4 separate regions of the Mus musculus genome follow, and regions 1, 3 and 4 are each linked to region 2. The links are chromatin contacts, called in public Hi-C maps. All regions are on one chromosome and are shown on one strand. Each heading gives the region's core, a stretch centred on a gene start, on an enhancer-like site or on the middle of the called end of the contact. The rest is flanking DNA. Distances are from core to core; before and after follow the strand shown.

What was found. Hi-C and Micro-C count contacts between places; a contact is called where the count stands out from the background.
Region 1: a Hi-C map of bone marrow-derived macrophages shows a contact between it and region 2, with 17 read pairs. The contact joins two enhancer-like sites. A contact is called at or near these places in 2 of 484 Hi-C or Micro-C datasets (bone marrow-derived macrophages and myocytes), 1 of 115 datasets of contacts at active chromatin or transcription factors (large pre-B cells) and 1 of 9 other capture datasets (embryonic stem cells).
Region 3: a Hi-C map of bone marrow-derived macrophages shows a contact between it and region 2, with 13 read pairs. The contact joins two enhancer-like sites. A contact is called at or near these places in 1 of 39 promoter capture datasets (hippocampal neurons), 1 of 15 datasets of contacts at CTCF or cohesin (large pre-B cells), 15 of 484 Hi-C or Micro-C datasets (the C2C12 cell line, the HPC-7 cell line, Th1 cells and 11 more), 4 of 115 datasets of contacts at active chromatin or transcription factors (acute myeloid leukemia, bone marrow-derived macrophages, large pre-B cells and 1 more) and 1 of 9 other capture datasets (embryonic stem cells).
Region 4: a contact with region 2 is called in a Hi-C map of bone marrow-derived macrophages, with 16 read pairs. The contact joins two enhancer-like sites. A contact is called at or near these places in 2 of 484 Hi-C or Micro-C datasets (bone marrow-derived macrophages and cortical neurons), 3 of 115 datasets of contacts at active chromatin or transcription factors (acute myeloid leukemia, bone marrow-derived macrophages and embryonic stem cells) and 2 of 9 other capture datasets (embryonic stem cells and liver).

The regions. Positions count from the first base shown.
Region 1 is chr4:95,776,617-95,779,548 of GRCm38.p6, reverse strand. All of the region lies in intron 8 of Fggy (FGGY carbohydrate kinase domain containing), which reads right to left. Among named protein-coding and RNA genes, the nearest start is that of Hook1, 190 kb to the left of the region's middle. Within about 2 kb of position 1,503, at least 31 of the 459 cell types and tissues checked have an H3K27ac peak or open chromatin away from gene starts, as enhancers often do. A contact at or near this core is called in bone marrow-derived macrophages, where this site is marked.
Region 2 is chr4:95,186,476-95,189,584 of GRCm38.p6, reverse strand. No RefSeq gene overlaps it. Among named protein-coding and RNA genes, the nearest start is that of Gm12708, 5.3 kb to the left of the region's middle. Within about 2 kb of position 1,309, at least 31 of the 459 cell types and tissues checked have an H3K27ac peak or open chromatin away from gene starts, as enhancers often do. A contact at or near this core is called in bone marrow-derived macrophages, where this site is marked.
Region 3 is chr4:95,865,948-95,868,910 of GRCm38.p6, reverse strand. The region is part of intron 14 of Fggy (FGGY carbohydrate kinase domain containing); the gene reads right to left. Among named protein-coding and RNA genes, the nearest start is that of Hook1, 100 kb to the left of the region's middle. Within about 2 kb of position 1,605, at least 12 of the 459 cell types and tissues checked have an H3K27ac peak or open chromatin away from gene starts, as enhancers often do. A contact at or near this core is called in bone marrow-derived macrophages, where this site is marked.
Region 4 is chr4:95,844,783-95,847,564 of GRCm38.p6, reverse strand. The region is part of intron 13 of Fggy (FGGY carbohydrate kinase domain containing); the gene reads right to left. Among named protein-coding and RNA genes, the nearest start is that of Hook1, 120 kb to the left of the region's middle. Within about 2 kb of position 1,519, at least 111 of the 459 cell types and tissues checked have an H3K27ac peak or open chromatin away from gene starts, as enhancers often do. A contact at or near this core is called in bone marrow-derived macrophages, where this site is marked.

The DNA.
Region 1 (2,932 bases), core at 254-2,753, 590 kb before region 2:
CCTACGCCAATGCTATCAATATTCTAGACATCTACTGTTGCACTCTTTTTTTCTCTCCATTGCTGGCTAGTGCCAAATACACACTCTTCCCCATCACGACTGAACTATGCTTAGTCAGTTATTCAGTCCACCAATTGAAGCACCCCTTCCTTATTAAAGCCTTCTCCATAGTACCCCAAACAAGGTATACCACTGTATGCCATATGGTGGGTCCTTTCATGGTGGTTCCAGCACACATATCACTCTTAGAAGAGGAGATTAAAAATTACAGAACATCTTAAAAAATACTAAGTGCTTATGTGTCCTTCATCAACAAATGGCAGTTCCTCTAGACCACTTCTGAAAGCAGTTATGTTCTACACAGCCAAAACCTTCAACAAATAGAATTCACTAAGGTTTTAAGATCTGTGGCAATTATCCTTTTGTCTTCCTAGGTTCAGCCCAAATTCCTAAGTTTCATCATTTGTTTTTACTTCTTTTAGAATTTCCATGGATGCAATATTTTTGTGCCTACTTCTCTCATTTCTTCTTTGTGTTACTTTATAATTGTTGCACTTATCCACTATATGTAGATGCAGTCTATTCATTAAACATGTAAGTCAGCATATGAATATGATAGTTTAGCAATATGTTCTACTAATGGAAATCCAAACAGGGGATAGTATGATATATGATGTATTAAAAAGGCTCTGTGTATATTGTTTCACAGTGCGGGAGTTTCCCCAAGATTTTATCTAGGAATGAAATTGGTAGAGTGTTGAGCATATGCATACTTAAATGTACTTTGACATGATTATGCAATTTACGCTTCCTCCCCATCTCTTCCTCTGGACTATAACTGACTCAAGGGCTACTTCTACTCTTCGTTATGCCCCATGCCTGGCTTGCAGTCGGTGTTGAACAAGGAAGGTACTTTGGAGCTAAGGCACTCTATATTGAACATAGGTCTGCCAACCTAATAACAAAACCTATGGGTTTTTGTTCTACCACATTTTCCTTATCTACAAAAACTTTATGATCAGTTGTACGGTATTACTTACTTCCCAGTGTAATAGGACTGATCAAATGTAGATCGAGGTAACAACACAAGAAGGTATGGGAATTGTTACCACTGTTTCTCCACTTTGCACCTGGACCAGAGGCCCCAGGATGGGACATGTGAGAGAGGCTTGTCAACAGGAAATGTCCCGTGCATTTATATGGATTAATATAACTTTGTGGAGGGAAGTAGGGTTTCAAATATCACTGCAAAAAGAACAAGGGAGACCAATTAATGGTTCTGAGTCCACACTGCACCTGTGTCCCCAAACTGTTCACTAACACAAATGAAGCTTGCTGATCAAAACAAGCATTTTTAAGTGCTTTTTATCCTGTGGCATGGTTTAACTGTGCTCAAGCTCAAAGCAGAGCTGTGCAAAAGCTGGATTAACAACTGTGCTCCACTCTGCACTGTGGATTCAAAAGTAAAGGCCAGCTTCTTATTTACATGGAAAGATCTTAGGCTTTTGTGGTTTCCTGTTGTGCCCTGGTGCATCTGCACTTTGGTTTCTGGGTTTGTCTTTAGAGCGATACAAACAGTCTCTCTCACTATTCAAGAGAACATAAAAATTCCACAGTCTCTAATTGCTAGCAGATTTTACCAGATCCTCTGTCATGGCTCCTCAGAACAGCTGGACCTAAGCCTTCCAAAGGACATCTTCGAAAGGATAGTGATTTGAGAGATTCCTGTAGTGTGCCCAACACCAACCAGGGACGGGCTCTTCAGCTTGATGCTATTCGTATTTTATTAATATTTATTCATTTACTTCACTCTTAGAACCATTTATCATACATTTAGGCTCTCGTTTATATAAAATATCCTTTGCTAGGGACGGAGAAAAATAGTTGTGGAAAGATTCGGTTGTCCTCTTATGACATTTGTTGCAGGCATTTTTGAATCCCCCATTACAGCCTTTGTAGACACTACAATTATAGACCCTGTGGCTCATGGCATGGCTCCCTAGCAGAGCACATGCTTACCATACACAAAGCCCTGGGTATTAGCCTGGCACTAATAAGTAAATAAATGAAATAAAGTAAAATGAAGTGAGAGATACTTATCTACTGCTTTCCATAAGACCTTACTAAATCAGCCCTCATGGTTGGGGCTGGAGTTTCTCAGGTCTGATATGTGCCTATTAGCTGAGCTGCACTGGCTTACGGCTCAATGGAAAACATAGAGAGGGAAACAACTAATGACATGTAACCTGGAGTCCTTCCTGTAGCAAACCAGACTCTGATCAGCTATAGAACCCTTGAAATCTGAGCTAACAATGATGGAGCAACAGAGGATGCCATGAAAACAGCTTAGGGGTTGTGTAGATGGGCACCCAAGCTGTTACCCTTTCGCTTATTAGCCGTGGTACATGGAGTAAAGCCCTCAGTTCCTTTGTGAAAGAAGAAAGGAATAAAAGAAAAGAAAACATCACCTGTTCTTACTGTTGTACTGCCTCTGGGCACTGAATTCCTTAAATACTTCCTACACTGAAAAGCATTGAGAAAAAAAAATTCTTTTTTTCATTCTTATTTTATTTCTTTCTAAGAAGAAACCCCATAAACAAGAAAAACTAAACAGCCACCAAGAACAAGTCCTCTGTCCATCACTGGGGCTTTGCTCACGGGGTCTGCTTTCTCTCTATGGTTGTGTGGTTCCTCTCAGGGTCTGGCAGACTTTTAAGAGCATGCCCCACAGCTCAAACTGGTCCCAGGGACATTCATAAGATATTCATCAAGAAGAAGAGTATCTTTCAAAGAATATATAAAAAAGTCTCTATGATGTCACTTCCATCATATATTACACAGGGAAATGTAATCTATTTAGTACTTTATGGGAACCCCATCTTAAGACTTTTAAGTTCTATTTATTTTGAATATATTAGCACTAAACTTTATT
Region 2 (3,109 bases), core at 60-2,559:
CAACTTGCCCATCTGCAAAATAAAGATATACCAATGGCAGCATGAGTTGGCTCTGAGATGCACCACACGTCATGCCTTGCCACCATTTGTTTGGGAGAGAAAGGCAGATGATATTTGAGGTGAGGTGGGAAAAGGAATGGTGGGTCCAGACCCTGGCTTCTAGCCTGAGAGGCTCATGATGTGCGCAGTCATACAGAGGGCTCTGAGCGCAGAAAGCTACACACATGGTAGGATGCTCTGCTCAGCCATCCTGATGATATTTGAACAAGGACCTCAGAGTGTTAGTTTGTACAGGGATCTATCCAATTAAGTAGCCACACTGTAAATGAGGGCCTGTGGGCAGGAAGGGGAATGGTACCTTTGAAGCAAAGTGACCCTGGGTGTACAAAGACCCACCGGCACACAAGATTCACTCAGCCTGTCCCAGGAACAATGCATGTGGGCTGCATTGTTTCTGACCAGAGAGAGCTGGTCGTGATGGGGCGGAGAACAGCTCAAAGTGGAAACCGGTAGAAGGTTAGGATGCTGAATGTAGCCCTGGGAATTCTGTGTGCTCTACACTGCACAGGCAGGCAGCTTGCTGTGTAAGTAAAGGATGGTTCCAGAAGAATTCCCAAGGACCTGGGGATGAAATGGTGTCGAAGCTGTCAGGAGCTAAGTTCAATAGAAGGGAGACCAGACCCAGGAGATGACCAGGCAGAGCTGTGTTCTGGTTTCACAGCCTTCAACACTTTTGTTTTTGTAGACTCCTTTTCCTTAGGAAGGCAAATATATAAATTTATATCTTACAACTATATTAGTGAAAAGGCAAATATCTCAGTACTCTATGCAAACCCGATTTCTCTCTTTGGTTGCAAGTGGGTATTGTACCTACACCTACAGTACTTAATAGGCAAGCCACTTTGACATGGGCCACAAAGTTCCTCAGATCATCAGCTGGGATTACTGGACTATCCTAGAATGGTCCATCTGTTTTTTCTCTTCACAGCCCTGTCAACAGGAGCCTGTTTTGTCTCCAAGTCAATTTCTCAAAAATGGAATGGGTGGCTATTGAGCCTGTAAAAGACATATGTACCTGACTGACAGGTAAAGGGTTCAGGGGAAAATTCCCTGAGACTCATATCTGCAAGTACCTGTGACTTTTCCCCTAATGTCACGTACATCAACCCTGGGTGCTAAGCTACCTACAAGCCACACCCATGAGGTGGGTGGGGAGGTTTAGTCATCAGCAGCCGCTGAGGAGACTGTCTGGAGGAAAGAAATGCCATTATCGGTCTGTCTGTCTGTGGCTGCAATATAAGTCACTCTGGCTTTGCTTCATTATCTCCTCAGAAGACAGCCACCAGTGACTCATCTCTGGTACTCTCCTCCCTATAACCAAGGATGGTGACAAAATGGCCTGATTCAGCAGCAGCAGCCCAGCCTTCCTACTTTCACATCTTTGTTGCTGGATATACTTAGATAGGTGAGCAATAGCAAGAGATGAGGTGCATTCATTTGGAAAAGAAAACTAGGTCTGACCTAGTTGACTCTTCCGGTCTCAATCTTCAACTCACTGTTCTTTAGATCCCTTCCTATTTAGAAGGGAGGCATGCATGAGTGAGTGGATAAGTGAGTGAATGTTTAATCTTTGCTGGTCCAACTTCTGCACTCTAATTCCTGAGGTCAAGAGACAGAACCCAACTGGTTCTGAATCCAGAAGAAAAATTAATCAGACAGGAAAACTGCAGATAAATTTAGACAAAAAAATTTTGGGGAAACTGAGATGGGGTGAAGACAGCATTTGGAATCTCGATTCACCAGAGAAGTATTCAGACACATTACAAGGTAACATGTGTGGCCCCTACGATCATTTCACGATGAGAGTAAGAACTTGTGTTTCAGTAGCAATTACTCTGGTCCAGGTACCCGGCCAACCATATTTACACAGACTCATTCATGTTTGTGTGTCCCTGGAAGGTAGGTGCCTAGGTCAGGAAGAGAAAGGTCATGATGCAAAGACAAATGAACAGAAATGGCTCATTTACATACAGCTCCTTGCTTGCTCATGCTGTACGTTCACCTTTCACTGCTGTGGGGGGAAGCTTCGGTGATCTCCAAGATTAAGAAGCCTAGGAGATCTTAAAGTCTAAGAGGGAAAGGAAGATGGATGCAGGAGCCTGGAAAGCAGGAGATGGTCAAAGAGCCAATCCAGTGAGCTTTGAAAGATAGGACCAAGGGTCAGGGAATGGGACCTTGTTATTTGAGACATCATGGGTGGAATGAAGCTTTCCAAGATATAACCCAGGTGTGGCTCTGAGTGTGGGTGGATGAATCTCTGTAAAGGTAAAAATCCCCAGAGCCGGGGTCAAAGAGCACCAGATGGAGTGATGCTGGTCTTCCTGGGACAACAGGGATCTGGGGGAAGGTGTAACAATCCTGTGTTTAAGTGAATTACAGCTTCCTGGGGTATACATTTTAACAGAAGAGTTTGGAGAGAGTGATTTTTTTTTATGTTCAAACAGAGATATATACAATAAAAGACCCCAAGGAAATGTGTGTGTGCATGTGTGTGTAGGCCTACCTTCCTTCACAGTGGACGGCTTGAAAAGCAGTCATTATGGAAAAGGTACATAAAGTTACACATGACAGCTACCAAGAGGGACAGAAACACAAGTTGGAACTTCTTTCCATTTCTATTCAGTAATAATAATCTCAGAAGTTCCCTGGGGCTCCTTGATCTGTTGTGCTCCCAAGACGACACTTTGAGAAGCTGTGTCCACTCTCTCGTGCCTCATAACAGACATACACAGTATATATTCAGGACCCGGTGGACAGCTGCACTTTCTACATATGCCTGCTGGATAGCTGGTGTGTGTGTGTATGTGTGTGTGTGTCTGTCTGTCTGTCTGTCTGTGTGACTGTATGTGTGACTGTATGTGTGTCTGTCTGTGTGTGTGTCTATGTGTGTTTCTGTGTGTTTCTCTGTGTTGTGAGACTGTGTGTGTGCCTGTGTGTATATGTGTGTGTCTCTGTCTGTGTATGTCTGTGTGCGTGTATATTCAACGTCCACAGAGAGGCATTCAGTGATGGGGTTGAGGGTGGGTATATGTGCTACAATCCACAACTT
Region 3 (2,963 bases), core at 356-2,855, 680 kb before region 2:
GGGTATTTCCGTGGAAAGTAAAAAGTCAGGAAGAAACAGTCAGTTATATAAAGTTTTATATCTGCATGTCTTATATGATTTCTTATATCATATATGGCTTGCTGACCATTGACTTTTTGCCTTAGCTGGTCTCAGCTTGCTGTCTGTAAAGCTCTCTGGAAGGAACCTTCCAGTCCTAACTGGTAACTGTTTTCCAAATACTAATACGAGGTACTCTCTCACGAATTAGCTCATCTGTACTAAGCATTCTTCAGAATGTTTTGGAGCGCTTGGCTATTTCTAAAAACCTGCAGTCAGTACACGTGGAAGATGTCATGGTGGGGTGAGCAGACAGGAGGCACTCAAGTATAGGGGCCCTTGAAAGAGCACTGAGGTGGGGTTAGATGCTCTAAGGATCAGGCCTGGGCTCTGCCACCTGCTTGCCATGTGAATCAGGAAGGAAGGAAGCATTTATTAGGGCTTTCTATGCGAGGAGGTACTTTCACACATATTATCTCATTATTTCACATAACTTTCATAATTTATATACCATTTTCACAATCGTTTCCATACCTAGCTATTGCTTGAATTCATGAGTAAGGGGCTATCTTTCAAAATTCTGCCTAAAACTCCCCTTTCTTGAAAACATGGTTTCATTTGGGGCAGAAATTCTCATAAAAACTCAAGTTTGATTCCAGCTATTTATATTTTTCTATTATACATTGAAGAAAAAATAATCAGGAAAGAAACGACTAGCAAAGAATAAGGTTCTCTGCCCAGCACTATGAAGCACCCTGAGAGCCACATGTGCTTTGCTCACATTCCAGCAATGTCAGTTCTTCCTATTTTACCACCTTCTCTGATGCTCAATGACAGTGCATAGAGTTTAGTAACTGACCCAGGCTGGATCCATCAGCTTTCAAAGCCATGTGCTGGTTACCATTTTCTACCCATCTAGTTTGTGTTTGGGCATAGACTATACAACTATTTACATAGTACTCGCCAAATGTTCAAATCTCATGGATAATAAAACTTCACAATGACTTATGCATATACATATATATGTATATATATGCATATATGGCTAAATAAAGACAAATCAGCAAAGCTATACAGGATTATCCATATCAAGCATGACTGTTTAGAATAACCAAGTATTTAAGAAAAAAAAAAAACGAGTTCAAGGAAGAATACCTAAAGTGGTTGTAATGGCAAATGCCTTTAATCCTAGTACCCAGGAGTCAGTGGCCAGCAGAAATCTGTGAATTCAAGATTACCCTGATCTACAGAGTAGGTTCCAGAATAGCCAGGGCTACACATGGAAATCTAGTTTTAAAAAGAAGAGGAGGAAAAGAACGAGAGGAGGAGGAGGTGGAGCAAGAGGAGGAGGAAGAGTAGGAGGAGGAAAAGAAGGAAGAAGGAAGAAGGAGGAGGAAGAGAGGAGGAGGAGGGAGAAGAGGAAGAAGAGGAGGAGGAGGAAGAGGTGGAGGAGGAAGAAGAATTATTTCTAACATCATCTTGCTTTCTACCTTTCTTAGCTTGTTGAAACTGCATGGACCTACCATGTTCCTGGTAGGCCATGGCATGGTCGGAAGCAGCTTTGCAACCTTGCAGATCTGAGTGCAGCCCTGGTTTTGTAATATTTACTGGTGGTAGCTTCTGGAACGGCACTTAACTATTTTAAACCTCAACTTCTCCTTTGTAAACTGAGAGTTCTATTTACTGTTAAAAGAAGATTAAGTGCATTAGACTCATAAAATGCCTTACCCAGTGCCTTCCTGGCCCGAACTGTGGACTCTCAGTGGTCTTCACCACCACACTTTACCACTGCCATTGAATCTGCCTGAGAAGGTTCCAATAAGGCCACAAAAGAGCAAGTGGGTCATAAACTACACACCAAATGGCTGTGACTATCTCTTTGTGTCTCAGTTTAGAACCAGGTGCTTCTGGATTATTCCTCTGGCCCAGTAAATGGAGCAAGAAAGCCCTTTGAATATGGTTCTCCATGCTCTCTTTCTATACTGAATTTACCTTGCAACATCTCTCTCTTTCCAGAATGCTCACAAGAACTCTGAGAGACAGTGATTCTACCAGCCTTACCTGTTACTGTTTCTCTACCATCTAACACATTAGTTACTGCCAAGACAGACTCCTTGTTCTTTTCATTAAATAGACACAGGACTAGTAGAAATCTTCCAGTTCTTTTTATGGTACCTCTTGTCACCTTTGAGGACCTTAACTGCTGGCTTACACAGCATCTACCACTCTTTTGTCCTTAGAAAAGACTAGCAAAATGCCAATTCTTTGGTTAAGTAAAATCGGGCACCATTACATCTGTATGACACCCAATCCAGGAGGTTCAGAAGCGTATTTATATATTAACATCTCGATGGACTTGCACTATGAAGATATTTAGTTAATTTAACTTGAGCATTTTCCATCACATAGTTAATTTGAGTACTGTCCAGGCCAGTGCTTCCCAGTGTTGTCTTTTAACATGTCAGAGCGCAGTGTTTGGGAAATCATCACTTGTAGAGAACTTGTTTCATTAGTAAAGCTTCCTCTTGTTTCTATCAAGCCTTTGGTCCGGTTCTCTCTTCCTACCTAAAACAGCATAGAAAGAAAGGCAGGCCTAAAACTGGGTCTGATACAAAGCCACTGTAGGCAAGACTCCTCTGAAGACAGAAAGGGGCCTGTGACTGATCGGAGCACTCTAAAAGGCACCAGAGCATCTGGTGAGTGTGAGTACTGCCATCAGTGCCCCACGGAGGTGTTGAGCTTGACATACATATGTCATTTCAAATGTTCTTCCTGCTCCTTCCTCTTCTCCTCTGCCATCCCTGCTGTTAACACTTATGGCGGCCTGCCAGGCAGCCAGCCTTTCTGTGCCCTTCCAGGACTCATTTAAGCCTCATCTCCCACCTTACTAAGAGAGCACTGGTGTCATCCCCATTTTCCATGGGGTAAACTGAAGTGCAGGGAGA
Region 4 (2,782 bases), core at 270-2,769, 660 kb before region 2:
TTCACAATAGACCCACAACTTCACAATTTCTGAGTAGGAAGGAATGAGTCCTAGGCTGCTCCCTTAGACAGTAGAGGCCAGGGGAACCCCCTAGTAGCTCCTCATTAGCTCTCACTCTTGAATTGGCTTGCCAGAGTTTGAATTCTGGCTTCCTTGCTGACACAGCTGTGCAATATTAGACAGGTTGTTTAACCATTTCTTACCTCTGTTTTCTCATTTGCAAAGTGCCCTCTGGTTAAAACTGAACTAAGCTCCTATCTTGGGCTGGGTCCCTCCAGTTCCTCATCCCTAAGCCTAGGGAATAGAAATAGGTTAGCAGCTATGGGGGTCTTCCTGGCTGCCTAGGTTTTCCTTACCTCTGTAAATAAACCCTTTATTCAAGTTGGCCAAGTTTAAGTAAGCTTACCTTTCCTGCCTGGCCTGTCACCTCTGATCTCCGGGTCTCTATTATATTCTTCTGCACACTGGTCAGAAGACAATGGAAACTTTGCTGTTTGGTAATGGACTTCTTGGAGACATCTTGTTCTTTGTATCCTCAAGCCAAGTACTTGACAGCCTGTGTACCCAGGGGGTGCTTGTGAGTGTTGGCGGGAGGAGGGGTGTTGGGGGGTAAAGAACTAAAAGTCAGAATAGTGAGACAGGAAGAAGGAAACCCTAGAGAAACTGCCAGCCCTAAAAAAGCACAATTTACAAGACTGAACATTTAGTCCCAAGTCTGCAGGACGGTTACAGTTACTTGGTACACGCATGCAGACTGTTTTTGGAAATCACAGTTAAGTCCATGGCCAGGGTACAGGAAGTGCCTCTGGTGCCCAAGTCATTTCCCAAGGTGGTACAGCCCATATTTCCTGCCTTAATAAAGCCTGCTTTTCCTAACCTGGCCAAAATTGCTTATAAAATCTTAAACTCTTTTTCTCCACCATGCCTTCTCCTTTTGGGGCATAGGGCTGCCTGGAGGGAGGAAGTGAAGCAACAGGCTAGGATCACTCCCTATGAGCTCCAAGAACCTAGAACTCAATTCCCCAGAGTGGTCTACATGAGGTAGACAACAACGTTGTGGTTTTTTTCAGAAGAGGGACCCCAGGCTCTCACAAGTAAAGTGACTTCCTCTACGTCAGACAGCTGGCCTGCTGATCTTTCCACTACTCGGCTCTGCAATTTTTCATGCGGATGTCTGAGGATTTCATACTATGCTGTGTTTTGCTCTACATTGTTCTGGACAGGGAAAGCAGCGCAATTGTAGTGCTTAAAGGTACCAGGGCCTCACCTTTCCCCAGGCTTCTTTACAGAACAGACTCAAGTGCATTCCTTTCTCTGAGCCCTGGGTAAAGGCAGGAAGAGGGAGGCTTTGCCTGGAATGTCAGCTATTTTATCGGATGCATTAATGAGTTTAGCAGAAGCCAAAGCATTTGAAGGCAGATGCACTGTGCCATCCTTTGTCAGTCATGAGTAGAGGAATTTCAGGCCAAGAAAAGGTCTCTTTGTCCACAACTGTAACTAGCCAGTAGTTAGAGACAAAGGGTCCAATTTCTGCCTGAACCCAAACAGCCACTAACAGCCTTCCATTCAGCAGCCCAGAGAACAACAGTTCCCAATGCAGAGCTTGCAGCAAAGTGGCATTCCCTGGCTTTTTTGACGCTCAGGGACACATGACTAGAGGATGGCCCATTTTCACAAAACCCTGAGCTGTCGTGCCTGCCCAGGCTGTTCCCAGGTCACCTCTGGCTACCCTGCTCAAGGGTCCTCTTTTCCCCATTCCCTGTACTGAAGCTGGCTTTTAACCTGCTTCCATCCAGGTGGGATGTGGCTTTGGGTAACTAAAAGCTAAGAAGTGGGGAATCACAGAGCAGACTTCAGGCCTGTGTCTTAGCTGAGCCATCCAGCTGATCTTACTTTCATTTCTGTCTACTCCACTCTTTGTGGTCCACTTCTGCAGGTTTACAAACCTTGGAACAGGGCTGGCATCATCGGAGAGCAATAAAGGAAAGGTCCAGAAACCTGGCTCAATGGCCCAATCCCAATCCCAATATTATGTGGCTGCCTGATTTAGGGAAGCCAATTGAATGTACCTCTCCTGTCCTTCTTCCTTCTTTGTTTGACTACAATGCAGTCTACTTTCTAATTTCAGCAGTTAGGGAGAATTAATGATTGCAGTATGATTCCTACCAACAGACTAGGCACTTGGCTGAGGGGGGCAAAGTCCATGCTTCCCCACATCCTAATCGATCTTTAACACAACATGCTTTTCTAGGTGAGCCCCCAAATTGTGCCTTGGTCTACTTCTCTGTAAGATATGAATAGGTATTCTAGTTAGTTCCTTATTTAGTACCTTATATGCAGGGAATGAGCCTATCACTTGGATAAAGGCCCCGTATCTGCATGGCCTGGAGCAGGAATGATCTCATGAGTCAGTCTGAGCTCAGACACCAACCTACTCGCTATGGAAGAAACACAATGGGTGGGTTCATACGGAATGGAGCCCAGGGTAAGGTGGGCTCATGACAGACATCTATGCCCCCCGCCAACTACCACCACAAGGGGAGCCTTATCCTGTGCTTATACCTGGTGTCTGGGTACCGAGCAATGGGTACAGGAGGGCGCAACAGTCTCCAGGAGACACTTGGGGAGAAGATACTAGAATGTTGAAGGTACTAGCACAGGGAGACTTGAAGCTAGGTCAGGGTTTATTTATACCCCTGCAAGGTGTCCTCCCAGAGAGCTTTTCCTGGAGCTCTGGACTCTTCCCAGATGCCAGTTTGCCACTGTCCCCTACTCCCTATGC